Regions from separate parts of the Mus musculus genome. Here region 2 is linked to region 1. Evidence: chromatin contacts called from public HiChIP or PLAC-seq data. All regions are on one chromosome and are shown on one strand. The core of a region is the stretch at or near the end of the contact, and the rest is flanking DNA. Distances in the headings are between cores, read along the strand shown. Region 1 holds the start of Six3os1 (SIX homeobox 3, opposite strand 1). Region 2 holds the start of Kcnk12 (potassium channel, subfamily K, member 12).

The links. HiChIP or PLAC-seq counts read pairs in DNA pulled down with a chosen protein or histone mark.
Region 2: an H3K4me3 HiChIP or PLAC-seq map of embryonic stem cells shows a contact between it and region 1, with 12 times the contacts expected there. The contact joins the promoter of Kcnk12 here to the promoter of Six3os1 in region 1. A contact is called at or near these places in 2 of 39 promoter capture datasets (embryonic stem cells and liver), 5 of 484 Hi-C or Micro-C datasets (all in embryonic stem cells) and 3 of 115 datasets of contacts at active chromatin or transcription factors (all in embryonic stem cells).

Annotation. Positions count from the first base shown.
Region 1 is chr17:85,614,849-85,621,721 of GRCm38.p6, forward strand. Six3os1 (SIX homeobox 3, opposite strand 1) reads right to left here and starts at 3,548. Exons shown (of 4, transcript NR_038085.1): 1 at 3,209-3,548; 2 at 746-895. Six3 (sine oculis-related homeobox 3) reads left to right here and starts at 5,986. Exons shown (of 2, transcript NM_011381.4): 1 at 5,986-6,873. The coding sequence starts at 6,392.
Region 2 is chr17:87,794,398-87,801,270 of GRCm38.p6, forward strand. It overlaps Kcnk12 (potassium channel, subfamily K, member 12), which reads right to left and starts at 3,597. Exons shown (of 2, transcript NM_199251.1): 1 at 2,667-3,597. The coding sequence starts at 3,057.

The DNA.
Region 1 (6,873 bases), core at 2,298-4,797:
CGTCCGCCCCTATCCCACGCCTCCTCAGCCTAGAGGCCAGGACTCAGGGCTCCTGAACTCGGCGCTCAGGACTCAGCACCCTCAGTTCAACTTAAGCCGGGGCAGGCCTTCTAAGCCCTGCTCAGAAGTCAAGAGCAGCAGCGCCGCCGCTCCTCGCAGCCTTTCACGCTGCAGCCGCTTCTTATTCTTGTGCCTCGGCCTTTCTGGGCGCCCCCGGACAAAGCCCCCAGAACCCGGTCGCTCCCTTCCCGCTAAATCCCCTTCGGGGTCAGTGCGCTACCAGCACAGGGCCGCACGCCTCTCCTGCTAGCCGTGTGGCTCTTAAAGAGCCCCACACCCCTCCGCCCTGCGTGCTCCTCCGACCCCCGCCACCCCTCCCCTCTCCTCCGGATCTAGCCCCCCACGCCGTCGCCTGAAGTCCCTGCTGCCCCGACCCAATGCCCGTGGACTCCCAACCCCCTCCTTTCGCCTCCTCCCCTCAGCAGCCGGTGGGCTCGGAACTGAATCCTACCCTCCGTTTCAGGTCTCCCTCTCTCCTAGAGCACCCGCCCCTGACTTTTCTGCCGCTGCTTTTGCCCTTAGAACGGATCGTGACCTGGGCACTACTGTGGTCCGGCTCAGAGATGATCCTGGAGTTTATGCTTGGGTTTAGTTTAGGGGGTCATTGAATGGAAAGGGGGCTGGGCTCGGGAGTGGAGCCGAATGGAAGGAGGGAAGGGAGGAGGGGCCGGTCAAATAGACTTACACTCTGCAGTTCTTCTATTCCAGGACCTACATTGGTCTTCAGCAGTAGTTGAAAGCTGGCATTGAATGGGGTCTTGAGGTTAGCAATCTCACTCTGACCAGCGTAGGAGGGTGGGCTGGTGAGCATACGAAGATGGGCTTCCAGAAAGTCCTGAGTGGAGAACCGAGAGTTCCCTGCTCCACCAACCCAGCAAGTGCTAGGGGTACTCAAGAAGGGAGTGAAAGGGGACCTTGAGTTCCAACTGTCCAGGAGAAAGAACAATGGAGGCGAGAGGGCAGTGAGAGATGTCAACTCTTCCTGAGGAGTGAAGTGCAGTTTCTAATGGTTTCTTATATTAACTAGTTAGCTGTGTTCCTTGGCCCAAGAAGAGGAGAGAAGGAGTAGATGCTTGTCCTAGTGGGTGGCTGTCTCCACTCCCTTTTCCTAGGATTTTCCCCCTCTCGTCCAGGTTTTTTTGGGGTCCCAGTCTTGCCTAAGGAGCGTGGTCTTTCCTGGGCTAACTTCTTCAGACCTCTCCATGGCTATAAACGCAATGGAAGAGAGACCAGGGATGGGATTGTGTGAAACTGGAAGTCATTCTCCGAGGGGTGTGAACTGAACCTGCCCATCCTTTCTCAAATACAGGCCTAGAGTTCTAGTTGCCTGGAAGGTTGACCTTCCAGAAAGTGTGAGGCCACCTGGGGAGAAGTGCCAGGCCTCCTGGGGAGACCAGAGCAAAGGAATTTGAGGGGGGAGTGGAAAGCTGACCCTCCCCTGTGTACCAGCCCTTCTGACGTTCTAACACTAGTCCAGATGCACCTTTAAGGAGCTGGGCTGGTTAATTGATTTACAGCTGGCCCTGTGGGGGAAAGTTCGTGGTACCCACGGGTGAGCTAGACCTAGTGGCTGTAAAATCCACTTCCCTACTTTCCCACTCACACAACCATTTTTAGCTTGCATACTCCAAGTAGCTGGCTTCTTTCTCCAGGGGCTAGATCACCGTGTAGCCAGCTAGACTGGGTTTGTGCCCACCCTCCTGGGCCCGGTGGTGGGAGGTGTTCAGGTCCTAGACGGAGCCAAACCCCTCTTGTTTGAGGATGTGGGGGGTGGAAGGGCCTTTAGCGGGCGGCGGGGCTCATTAGGCAGAGCGGGGTGCCGAGAGGTGCGCGCTGCCGGCCCCAGAGGCCGCCTTTGAGCCGTCGGGGCGGCTTCATTAAGCAGCGCTAACAAGGCGTACAAATGCCGGGCCCAGCAGCTTTTTTGCAATGGTGGGGCCTTAGCAGGGCGCCAGGCTAATGAGGGTCACTCAAAGGGGCTGATCAAATATTCAAATTTCCCCTCACGCCGGGAACTTTTATGCACCAGGAAAGTTGAGGCAACTGAGCTGTGTTTACTGTCCAGAAGGACAATTACGTGGAAGCCTGGTGCCCGGAGGCTAAAAAAGGGAGGGGATATAAGGGGGAGGGAGCAGTTGTTGTTGTTGTTTTTGTTGTTGTTGTTGTTGTTGTTCAAAGGAAAGTAATCGGAGTCCCTGAAGGGCTTCGGGGCCTCTCCGCCTGAGTACTGCGCTCCCCTGCGCCCTCCCTGGCGGTCTGCTCCAAGCTCCTTCGTTTGCAGCTTGCGGGGAGGCCCAGACCACCCGCTACCCAGCAATCTCTCTGTCTTCCAATGTCCTAGAGCCCGGAAGAGGCGTTGCCCCCAGGACAAACCTTCCTGACCGTTTGGGTCGGCTGTTCCGGGTTGAGCATGGGTGAACTGGGTGTAGCTGTCCCAGGCCTTCTGGGACTCGCTTTCCTGGGCTTTCCCTGTAGCCCCAAACAAGGAGGAAGTGTGCTTCCCGCAAAGTCCTCTGACTGTATGAGACGTTATCAAGGCTGGGTTGCAGCTGATATTTGTAAATAAATGCCCCGCAGAGCAGGACTGAACACTCCCCAATTCAAATGCTGCATTTCTCCCCGCAGATCCGGTAGGCCAGGGTTGAAGGGTGGCGACAGATTTATCTGTGCAGGTGACCTCTGTGGGTACCAATGCCATAGATCCACCAAGTCCCCAGTCCTTGAGTCTGAGAGGAGAGAGAGAGAGAGAGAGAGAGAGAGAGAGAGAGAGAGAGAGAGAAGAGATCTAGAGGCCCTACAAGCCAATCCCCTAGGGTTTTGTGGCTCTGAGAGTATCGGAGTGCAGGCGGTGCTCAGCATCCCACCCACTCTGGAAGTGCCCTGGGCTCCATTCCGAGCCCTCGCTTTACCCACCCCAGATCAGGGAGCAAAGCAGCCTGGGTCCTTTGCACCAGCTCCTCTCACCAATGCTCAGCGAATGGGATTTTGGGGAGACTCCAGAGGTTCACAGACACCCTCTCCAAAAATGCACACACCCAAACCTTTTAGATCAAGACCCTGCGGAGCCTCGGCGGGATCCAGTCCTACAAAACGCATCAGGAACCACCCGCCCCGCCTCCCTGCTCAGCTTTCAGGACTCTCAACTTACCGGCTTCGGGAGGCAGCATAGGGCTTCCGGCCTGGGCTGGAGAAGCGCAGGCAGCGTTGTGGCCAGGAGGTGGGCTCAGAGGGCGGCGCAGAGCCTTGCTTGGGGAGAGGCTCTCGGACAGTCGGGGTTGCTGCGGGCCCGAGCCGGGTAGGGTCGCGCTCAGAGCTGTGCGCCCTGCCTGCGCCCTCCTCCCGGCTTAGCGCTTACAAGGCGCGGCCGCCAGAGAACTGCAGAGCCCCGCGGGTCCACCGGAGACCAGGCACTGGAGGGAGTATAGGGCTGGCCCCGAGCAGCATCTGTGATCCTTTTGCCTCAGTTCTTCATGAGTGGCGAGGGTTTTCGATTTCAGCGCTGTCGGCACAGCCCTCGGCACCTGCCCAGCCTCCCTCCAGGCCTGGATCCCCCCCACTCGGAGGCGGGGGGTTGCGGGGATTGGGAGGGACTGGCCGGGTTCACCCGCCCGCCTGGCGCCTGGGTCCCCGGCTCCGGGGGATGCAGTTTCGGGGTCACGAGCTGCTTTCAAAAAGTTGAACACAATATTCGGAAACCCACCCGTAGGAATTCTCCCCCTCCACACGCGGCACAATACCCACTCCCCTCCCCCTTTTCATTCCTTCCTCCCCCTGCTTCCTCCTCCTGCCCCTTCTCCCTCCCACCTTTCAGTCTATAATCCTTCCCCCTACAAGAGAAAGGGGTCCGGAAGAAAAGATGAAGTGTCTGTTTTTGTGTCCCAACCTTTGGGCTCTTTCTGGGCCCGCAAAGAGCGACCGCCCAGAGCCTTGCAGTTGAGCGGAAAAGCACTCCTGGTGCAGATGAAGATGTTTGGAGAGAGAGAGAGACCGCCAAAAGTGGGGCTCGACGGATCTACCTTTTAGGGTGAACATTATTCTGCCCTGGTCAGCGAGTTTAGGCCCCTGAGCTGCCCCCTGCTAAAGAGCCAGTATAGTCCCCTAGCCTAACCCAAACATTCGGTGTCACCCTCAAACCGAGTTTGCACTCCTCGGCCCTTTAAAACCTGGCACTGTCGGATCAAGGCCTAAGAAAGATCCGAGCTTGAGATTTAGGGCCTGCGACCATTTTGGCTCCAGCCTCCAGTTGGGTTCACGTTTAAATTCTCCCACAACTTCTTTTTTTCCACTTCTCCCTCATTGAGCTCTCCTGAGTGGTGTGTACCCGGCGCCGCGCCCCCAGATCTGCATCGGAATGTAGAAAAGATCTTTTTAAAAAAAGTTTTGAATTCCTCAATGATTTTTCTTCTGGAAAGGCAGCTTAGGATAATTATTTCAGCTTTATTGAGGGCAGATTAGTTGAAGTCTGGGCGCTGCGTTTCAATACGCGTTGTACATGGGCCGACAATGTGGGCATTGTTAGCTACTGTGTGTGAATCCATTCAACATATACACTTTTTAACACCAGTCCGAATCCTGTCTAAATATACACAGTGCGTAGGGAAAGATGTCTCTGACCCGGACAAATCTGCGTAAATCACACTTCCATAGTTACAGAAGCCTCACAAAGGGAGGCCGGCCTCAAGATGCAGATTACAACTTCTCACAAGCAACATACCTAAGAATAAATAAATGCCCGGGCCTGGCCCAGAGGCTGTGGTAGCCGCAGGCAGGAAAGACACTCTGAGTTCTTTGGACAAGGGGAGTCTGTTTCAGGGTTATGATATTGCTTTATGTATGGAGAATTTTGGCTTTAATTATGTATTGTAGTTATTTACATTATGAGCTTTCAGGCCTTGGGCGCTTACTCAGGGTGGCCTCTAAAGTTTCTGTATCTTTTGGGGGATGTTGGGCATGACAGGGGTTGTACCCATGGTAGGAAAAGTGGGCATCCTCCCCTAGGTCCAGAGTCCCTAGGTTTCTGGCCTCCTGTTGCTAGTCTACCACTGTGGGAGACAGCTGAAGTCTGGGGGGTGGGGGAACAAAGAGTGGAGTTGATTTTGAAGACAGAGAAAGTGTAATGTCTCCACTGTTATAAAATGCATAGTGATGGAAAACTTCACCAATGCTTGGCTGGGAGCAGAACTGTGCAATGGTGTGGAAAGAGTTGGGAAATGTAGTCCAAGGGCACTGACTGGCCAGGAAAGCCTCATAGCCTCCTGCTTGTTAATCTTAGCCCTGGCTTCAACTCCCTATGTACCATATTCTGTCTCCCAGATCTAGGCTCCCCCAGCAGCTTGCTACGGTGACTATGCAGTGAGCCTCGTCATCTCTCCTCTTTCTTCCTGACCAGTGGTCACATAGACAGAAGGAGGTGGCTGAGATACCATGTGCAAACCTTGCCAGGTCACCTGATCCCCAGCCTCATCTAAGGCTGCCTGGTGCTCCTGAGGCTGGAGTCTCTTCCTAACCCCAAACACTCCGTGTAACGAATAGCTCGCTGCATTCAACTACTCTACTCCTATTCCTTTTCGAATTTTTGATCAAAACTTCTTTGAGCAAGAGGAGGAGGAAGAGGAGAGAGAAAGAGAGAGAGAGAGAGAGAGAGAGAGAGAGAGAGAGAGAGAGAGAGGATATTAAGAGTTGCAAAGATTTTTTTTAATTCTGTTTCGCCCTCTTCTCCCTCACCCCCCCCCCCTCCGGCTAAGTGGTAAAACCGTCCTTACGTTCTCAGTATTGATTGGCAGGGCTGACAGTGATTGGCAGTGGTTGCCGTGGCAACGCCACAACGACACGCCACAGACCAATAGAAAAGCGAAACAAAATGTTTCAATGCTGCACTCACTGTGGATTTAGGGGAGATATTATGAGGCTGTTGTCATTAGGGCGATTGCTGTGGAATCGCTGAATCTTGACTCGGCCGTGGTTGGCTCTCGCTCTCCTCTCTCCCTCTCCCTCTCTCTGCCTCGGGCTCGCGCTCTCTCTCTCTCTCTCTCTCTCTCTCTCTCTCTCTCTCTCTCTCTCTCTCTCTCTCTCTGCGCGCGCGCACCGGGCCGCTCTCCTTCCTCCCTCTCTATGTGGCTGCGCGGGTGTGTGTGTATGTGGATGTGTGTGGGGTGTGGGTGTCCCTTACGTCCTTCCTCCTCCCCCTCCTTCTCCTTCTGCTCCCCCCTCCTTTCCATCTCCTCCTCCCCCCTCTCCTCTCCCTCCTCCTGGTCCTCATCGCCCCTCTCCTCCTCTTCCTCCCCTCTCTCTTCCTCTCCCTGAATTTTTTCCTCTCCTCTCAGGTCAGTCCATGGTATTCCGCTCCCCCCTAGATCTCTATTCCTCCCACTTCTTGTTGCCAAACTTCGCCGATTCTCACCACTGCTCCCTACTTCTGGCGAGTAGCGGCGGCGGGAGCGGTGCGAGCGGCGGCGGCGGCGGCGCGGGAGGAGGCGGCGGCGGGAACCGTGCGGGAGGCGGCGGTGCTGGCGGAGCAGGCGGCGGCAGCGGCGGCGGCGGCTCCAGGGCCCCCCCGGAAGAGTTGTCCATGTTCCAGTTGCCCACCCTCAACTTCTCGCCGGAGCAGGTGGCCAGCGTCTGCGAGACGCTGGAGGAGACGGGCGACATCGAGCGGCTGGGCCGCTTCCTCTGGTCGCTGCCCGTGGCCCCCGGGGCGTGCGAGGCCATCAACAAACACGAGTCGATCCTGCGCGCGCGCGCTGTCGTCGCCTTCCACACCGGCAACTTCCGCGACCTGTACCACATCCTGGAGAACCACAAGTTCACTAAGGA
Region 2 (6,873 bases), core at 2,347-4,846, 2.2 Mb after region 1:
TTCACTCGGCAGGATACAAAAGTAGATCCCTGAACTCTACCTTGCTGCATGACCCACACAGACTCTGTGATGGTCACGGATCAAGGAAAGCCCAGAACATAATAGCTTTTCTCCTCAGAGGCTGAGGTGGCAGAAGAAAGATCCCTGGCTGGGCTGTGCTTCCCTGCATGTTTGCATTCATCAATGCATCAGTAATGATAACAGCTGGGCATTTAAAGGGAAATGAAAATATAGGGAGTAAAGAAATGGACACTGTAGGTCTTCACCGAAACCTTTTTGTTGTTGTTGGTGGTGGTGGTTTTGTTGTTGTTGTTTTTTTCAAGACAGGGTTTCTCTTGTCTTGTCCTGGAACTCACTCTAGAACAGGCTGGCCTCGAACTCAGAAATCCGCCTGCCTCTGCCTCCCAAGTGCTGGGATTAAAGGTGTGGGCCACTACTGCCCTTCACTGAAATCTTATCCAAATACTCTTTCCACAGAGAAGGTGGCAAGGACAGCCATGTGGTTGGCAACTCAGCAGAACTCACTTGACTGACCTAAGAGGATCAGTTTAAACCTCTACCCCCCAGTGTTGCACCAGGCAGGCAGCTGGCAGAGACTACTCATATGGCCGGTTTGGTATCCCGCAGAGGGCCAGCTCAGTATCCACAGGCTGATACTAATGTTGCCCTGCAGAGTTTGGAAGCAACATGCTAGGTCATTCGTACCACAGCCACGAGCTTTGGTATAGCCTGTTCACACTGCCTCCTACACCTAAAACCACAAATCAAGAGAGAACACGATTCCTTTCCACTTGACTAGAGAACAGCCAGTCCTGACAATAAAGACTGAGGCATGGAGCAATCTTCAAACAAGCTGACTTGATTTTGTCCGTGAAGACAAGAGTGAAGCCTGGGTTCGGAATCACAGCTTCTGAAGGGACAGCAAAGCCCATGAGAACCACAACATGAGTACAGGCCACAAGAGTAGGGTCTTGGGGTGGGGTTGGGGCTTCACACTGGCAACAGCTTCTGCTTATCTTGCCGTTCCATTGGGAAGCAAGAGATTGTCACTGGGAGAAAGATACTGTGATGTAGCCTGTTCACAGGTATCCCTGTAGGTAGAAGGGTAGCAGGGAGTGTTTACCAGAAGAGTGCATGCTAACAATGAACTATAAACACATGATGTCATCCTCTAAGATTAAGCATCCTTAGTACTTTTAAAGCACTTTAAAAAGCCACCTCTAGTTGCTATAGCAACTCGATGCAGCTCTCAAAAGGGGATTTTTTGAGAAGGGGTCATTTTATATCTTCAATCACCATAACAACATGATATATTTTTAAAGGGTATTTTTTTTTTAAAAAAAATCTAGTTTGTATAGACTTCGGACTCAGTCCATATTTGCCTTTTCTATTTAAAATAATCAGATCAAGCATGACACGGAAGAAAAATGGTGGTCAACAAGGAAGCACTTTCACAGATGAGAGAGAGAGAGAGAGAGAGAGAGAGAGAGAGAGAGAGAGAGCTCCCTCTGTGCATATCCTGAACAAAGCTGCTACCTCTGTCCAGCTACCAGGCAGCAGCAGGCAGGTGGTGGGTAGTCCGTGCCTCATGCTCTGAACTGGCACAAGGAAATGTGTTCACAAAGTTTCTCAGCTCACAGCCCAGAAAGTACAGCCCCCTTTCTCCTAAATTGCATCAGTAGAAGAGGATCTCTTGGGACGACTTGTGTGACCAGCAGGCGCTTCTCCAACCCTGAGACTCCGAAAAGGAGTAGGTGAGGCACAAGCAAGTCTTATCAAAATCTGTTTCCTCTGCATTCTGTACACCTAAATAGATGGGGGAAGTGGCTGTTTTACATGATGCCAAACTCGGGGGAAAGGAAGTGGGCGGACAGAGTGGTGGCTGGAGGAGACTTCAATCTAGCTGAAAAAAAAAAAAGCAGAGGTAGGTGTGTGTGTGTGTGTGTGTGTGTGTGTGTGTGTGTGTGTGTGAAGAGTCTGCACATTTTCCCCGGAGGTTACGAAAATGTAAGCTGTTTATATCAAAGTATAATGTAAAGGCGACTATCCCCTGGCTGTTGTTTGGCACCACTACTGGTTGGAAAAGGGGAAACAAAGACAAGAGGTCAAGAATTTGGAGAAGTTAGGGGTGTGTGAAGGGGGAAACCAAGGGGGAATGGTGTAAAACAGTTAAGCGGAAGGACTGGCTTTTGAATAACGGATTTTACTTTGAGGGGGTGGGGGAGTGTCAACAGAAGAGGAGGAAATTAAAACGCTGAGAATGGATGCAGAAATGGCTTTTATAATCATTCCTGAGGATAGTAAGGGCTGGGTTGGGTAGGAAATAGCAGCCCTTGACATACATTCTCACATACGCTCTTACAGAGGACAATACTAAGGCGCAGAGGCTGAACAAGGAGCCTTCAAAGTGTTTGGCTCTTGATTGACACACAGTCAATGAGTGTTAGCCGATTGGAAAGAGCTAGAGATGGTCCATTCGGGCAAACCCCTCGCTCCGAATGCAGGAAAGAAAAGTAGGAGGACGAGAGAGGACAGAGAGTGAGACAAAAGTAGGAAAATCAATACGGAAAGGAGGATCCCGCGGACGCCAGCCCGGTCCCCGATCCGTGGAAAGGGCAGCGAGTGACAGGCGCGCAGAGGAAAGACGCGCGGGGTGCGCCGCTCACCTATGGTCGACACCACGGTGCCCACGAAGTAGAAGGCTCCAGGGAAGTCCCAGCGCGGGCGCAGCGCGTCGGCGCGGACCCCGGCGGCCAGCGCGGCCTCGTAGTGCCGGAGGAAGGCGCGCAGCTCGGGCTCCGCCACGCCGTGCGCAGCGCTGAAGTTGCGCAGCGTGGCGCCCCAGCGCGCCCGCGCCTCCGCCTCGCCCGGGCTTTCGAGCGCAGAGAACACGGTGGCACCCGCCACCAGGTAGAGGCCGATGAGCGCCGCCAGCAGCACGAAGCGGCCGGTGTCCTCGTTGAGGTGCGAGCGGCGGCAACAGCAGCAGCAGCAGGAGGGGCGCGGCAGGCGGCGGCGGCAGCGGCGGGGCGGGGGCCGGGGGCTGCGGGAGGACATGGTCCGCAGCTCAGCCCCGGGGCTGGGGCGGCGCTCGGAGCCGAGGCCGTGACATCCCCGCCGTAGGAGCAGGAGCGTGAGGATGGTGGCCAGAGGTCAGGGGCCGCAGCGGAGCCCCCCTGCAGTCTTCCCGGAACCGGGACGGCAGGGCGATCCGCCTCCTGCCGGGCGTTCAGGCCGCGCACCGGTCGTCCGGCCCAGCGGACACCGGGGCTGGAGCGCTACTCTCCGCGCCCCGACGCCTTACAGCCTCTCGCGGCTCCTCACTTGCTGCCCTCGGGCTCCTGCCTCCGAAGCTAGGCCAGCGCCCCCGGTGGCTAGAGTCCATGGGGCTCCGGGCCGCATACTCCACTCTGGACAGGCCGCGGGCTGCGAGCAGGGTGAACCGTAGAGTCCGGACGCCTAGGATCGGAGCACGGTGGCAGGGCACAGAGGGAGTCCTCTGGAGCGTTCCATGAGGCTGCTGGGGATCGGTTTCGCCTAGGCGCAGGCTGTGCGAGCAGTCCTGTTCCTCCCCTATAATTGAGCTGGCGGCGTCGGCTTCCGAGCCTCAGAGCCCAGCCTTGTCCTCCGGGGAAGCGCTCCCTTCCTTTCCCTGCTACCGCTGAAGAGCTACCCGACACGGAGAGGCGGAGTCATCCGAGCCCGGGGCGGAGTGTTGGGGAGGGATGAGTGAGGAAGGGAGGAATGGGTGGAGAGTTGGGCTGCTGCGAAGCCTCCAGGTCGTTCTGGCCGCAACAGTGCGTCCCACCAGAGCAGGTGTCCCACTGCCGTTCTGGATGCCAGCTCGCTAAAAAACCTCGTCCTTCTTTCCCCGCGCTTGGGCTCCGAAATGTCTTCCTTTCTCAAGCCACTGGGAAACTTTGTTCAACTTGGTGCTTTGAGGTCTCAGGGACTGGGGGCCCTCGGGAGCCGAACCCGACTTTCGATTCTCGGGCTCTAGCCTGAAATTTAAGTTCCCTTTGCTCACGCTTTTGTTCCTGGGTCCAACCGCAGCTCCAGGACTCCGGCGGAGTCATCTGGGTGAAAAGATACGGTTTGGGAACCGAGGACAGGCAGCCTCTATGAGCTCCGGGCGCGGCGGGAACCAGGGCGTCTGCTCCCCCTCCCGACCGAGCGACCGGCCGGCGTCAGCACCGCGGACAGCGCATCGGTGCCGCAGCCTGCGGGTGGGAGGCTCCAGACAGTGCACCCCCCCCCCCTCCACCGTAGGCGAGGTTGCTCACCCGGCACCGGGGTGTTCCCAAGACCCTCCTTGCATTTCCTTCTATCCCCAGAGTGTCCCCTACCCTACCCCGACGCAGGTGCGGTCGCCAAAACAGCGTGTCGCCAGGGTGCGGACGCTGCGGAATAGAGACAGGAGGAGGAGTCACGCGCAGGTGGGGAACTCTGGGCCACCAGAGCAGGAGGATCACAGGCCGGGTGCTGCTGTGGCTTCTATGCTATCCCAGCTCACCAGTCCTAGGGACGAGAGCCTGGATACACCCCGGGTGCGGTGGAGGGCCAGGAGGGTAGAAGCTCGCTAGGAGGAACAGTGGTGTGCTTTGGAACACCCTAGGAAAGTGTCCTCCACCCTACCTCGGAGAGGAAAGATAGCGGATGATGCCCGCAGCCGCTGGTCCTTCTCTGCCTGGCAGAAACCAGTTTGGCTGGGGTCATAAAGTTGTGTAGTAAGGAACACCCTAGGTATAAACAGATAATCCCACCATATCCCGCTAGCTCTCCCCTCCTTTTTTATTTTTTTGGTCCCCTTCCCTTTTTCATTGGCCTCAGGGAAGATCCTGCTAGTGATATAGATAACGGGGTGGGGTGGAGTGGGGGCGGAGAGTGGTTTCTTAGACAATCCAGGTGACTGAGACCACGCTGGAAAAATCCAGAGCTGCCTCACCTGGGTCCCCTCCCCAGGCCAAGGCCAAGCTGGCTAGCTTCTACTGCAGGAAAATGCCAAGCTAAGATTTATTCAGAGAGGTGCTTGTAGTGTGGTGGACTCACTATGGACCACTCACAGAACACTTCACAGCTGTGAACCTGCGATTCTCCCACCCATGTATGGAGGCACAGGCTGGCACTGGAAGCTGTAGCATGCATGCTGAGCAGCACCCGACTCGGGATGCAGATAATGAATGACTAGGCAGGAATAACCGATGTTTGCATCTTAGAGACACTGCTCCGGAATATGGGTGGAGGGGACTGTGCTCCTCTTGGTATGCGCAGATGGAAAGAAACCCGTTCCACCATGGCCTCCAGGCTTGGATGGCAAGTGGTTTACTTGTGGTTTAAGGAAGAAAACAGCTTGTCCACTGAGAGAGCCCTGAGTGCTCTGATGCACTGTGTAGCACACGGTGGGAGCTTTATCCAATTGCCAACTATCATCATTGCAACGCGCTGTTATGGTCAACTGTTCCTGTCCCCAGCCTTTGACTCCCCTCAGCTACCTGCAGACAATGAGGATGGTCTAGCCATGGACCTCTGGGACTAGGCTCCACTTGGGTGGTCAGCTCTGAAGGAAGCCTTGAGAGTATGGTTTCAGGAGATGGCCCTGAAAGGCACTGCCAGGCCTCTCGGGGTTTTGCCCAGACTCCCAGAGTAGGGATGGGGCGCTTGACTGCCATGTCCTGTGCCTCTGGGTCCAGCTCTCAGCCAGCTGGCAGAGGGCCCACCCTCTCCTCTGACTTGTGATTGTGGCTTGATTAGCAGCAAACCCTTGGCTTCACTTTCAGCACCAAATGACAAATCTATGTATGTAATAGAAGTGATGAACCCCTGCTCCTAGATGTGGGTCCTTTAGAGAACCAGCCCCAGGATGGATGTGGTTTTTGCCCACTTAACCACTGACTGTGCCAGCTGGCGATCATCAGTGCCTTTACCTCAGCCCAGAATTGCAGCAACAGCCTCCTAAGGAGAGGACTTGCCTTGGCAAAATTTCTTCACATAGGTCCATTCCAACGGCCAGCCATTGCTGCCATTCTGCCCACAGTCTTGTCATGTGACCTCTAACCCTCACTTTCCAAAGGCTTCCCAACGCTATACAAAATTGGTGTTTAAGTCTTTGAGTTTGGGGTTCAACACCTTTAATTATTCAATTCTCAGAGTTGGGGTGTCTGTGGATGTCATCCAGCTCTGCCTGCCACCTCTAACTCTTTAAACACCCTGCTCCCACCCAGTCACAGGCTCTGCTTATGCTGTAGGCCCCTCTTCTTCAGATCTTCAAATATAGAGTCAATCTAGGTTTTCTTTTAAAATTTTGATTTGATTGTGTGTGTGTGCACACCCATGTGTGAGTGCACCCTAGTGTGTGTGTGTGTGTGTGTGTGTGTGTGTGAGAGAGAGAGAGAGAGAGAGAGAGAGAGAGAGAGAGAGAGAGAGAGAGAGAGATATGTCAGAAGACAACTATGGGAGTTGGTTTTCTCCTTCTACCATGTGGGCTATGAGGAGTGAACTCAGGTCTTCAGGTTTGGTCCTGAGTACCCTTCCTTACCCACTGAGCCACCCTGCCAACCCAAGTTTTCCTTTTCCCGCAAAGCCTTTTCTTTGTAGGAAATGTTGAAGCAATTACTTTGATGCCAGCATTTTAACCCCAATTTTCTTATGTCTGCAGCATGTACTCAGGAACTTCAGACCAGACAAATGAGCAGACAGCCTCTCTCCCATCCTCTCTCCTTCCTTCCTTCCTTCCTTCCTTCCTTCCTTCCTTCCTTCCTTCCTCCCTCCCTCCCTCCCTCCCTCCCTCCCTCCCTCCCTCCCTCTCTCTCTCTCTCTCTCTCTCTCTCTCTCTCTCTCTCTCTCTCTTGGTTTTTCGAGACAGGGTTTCTCTGT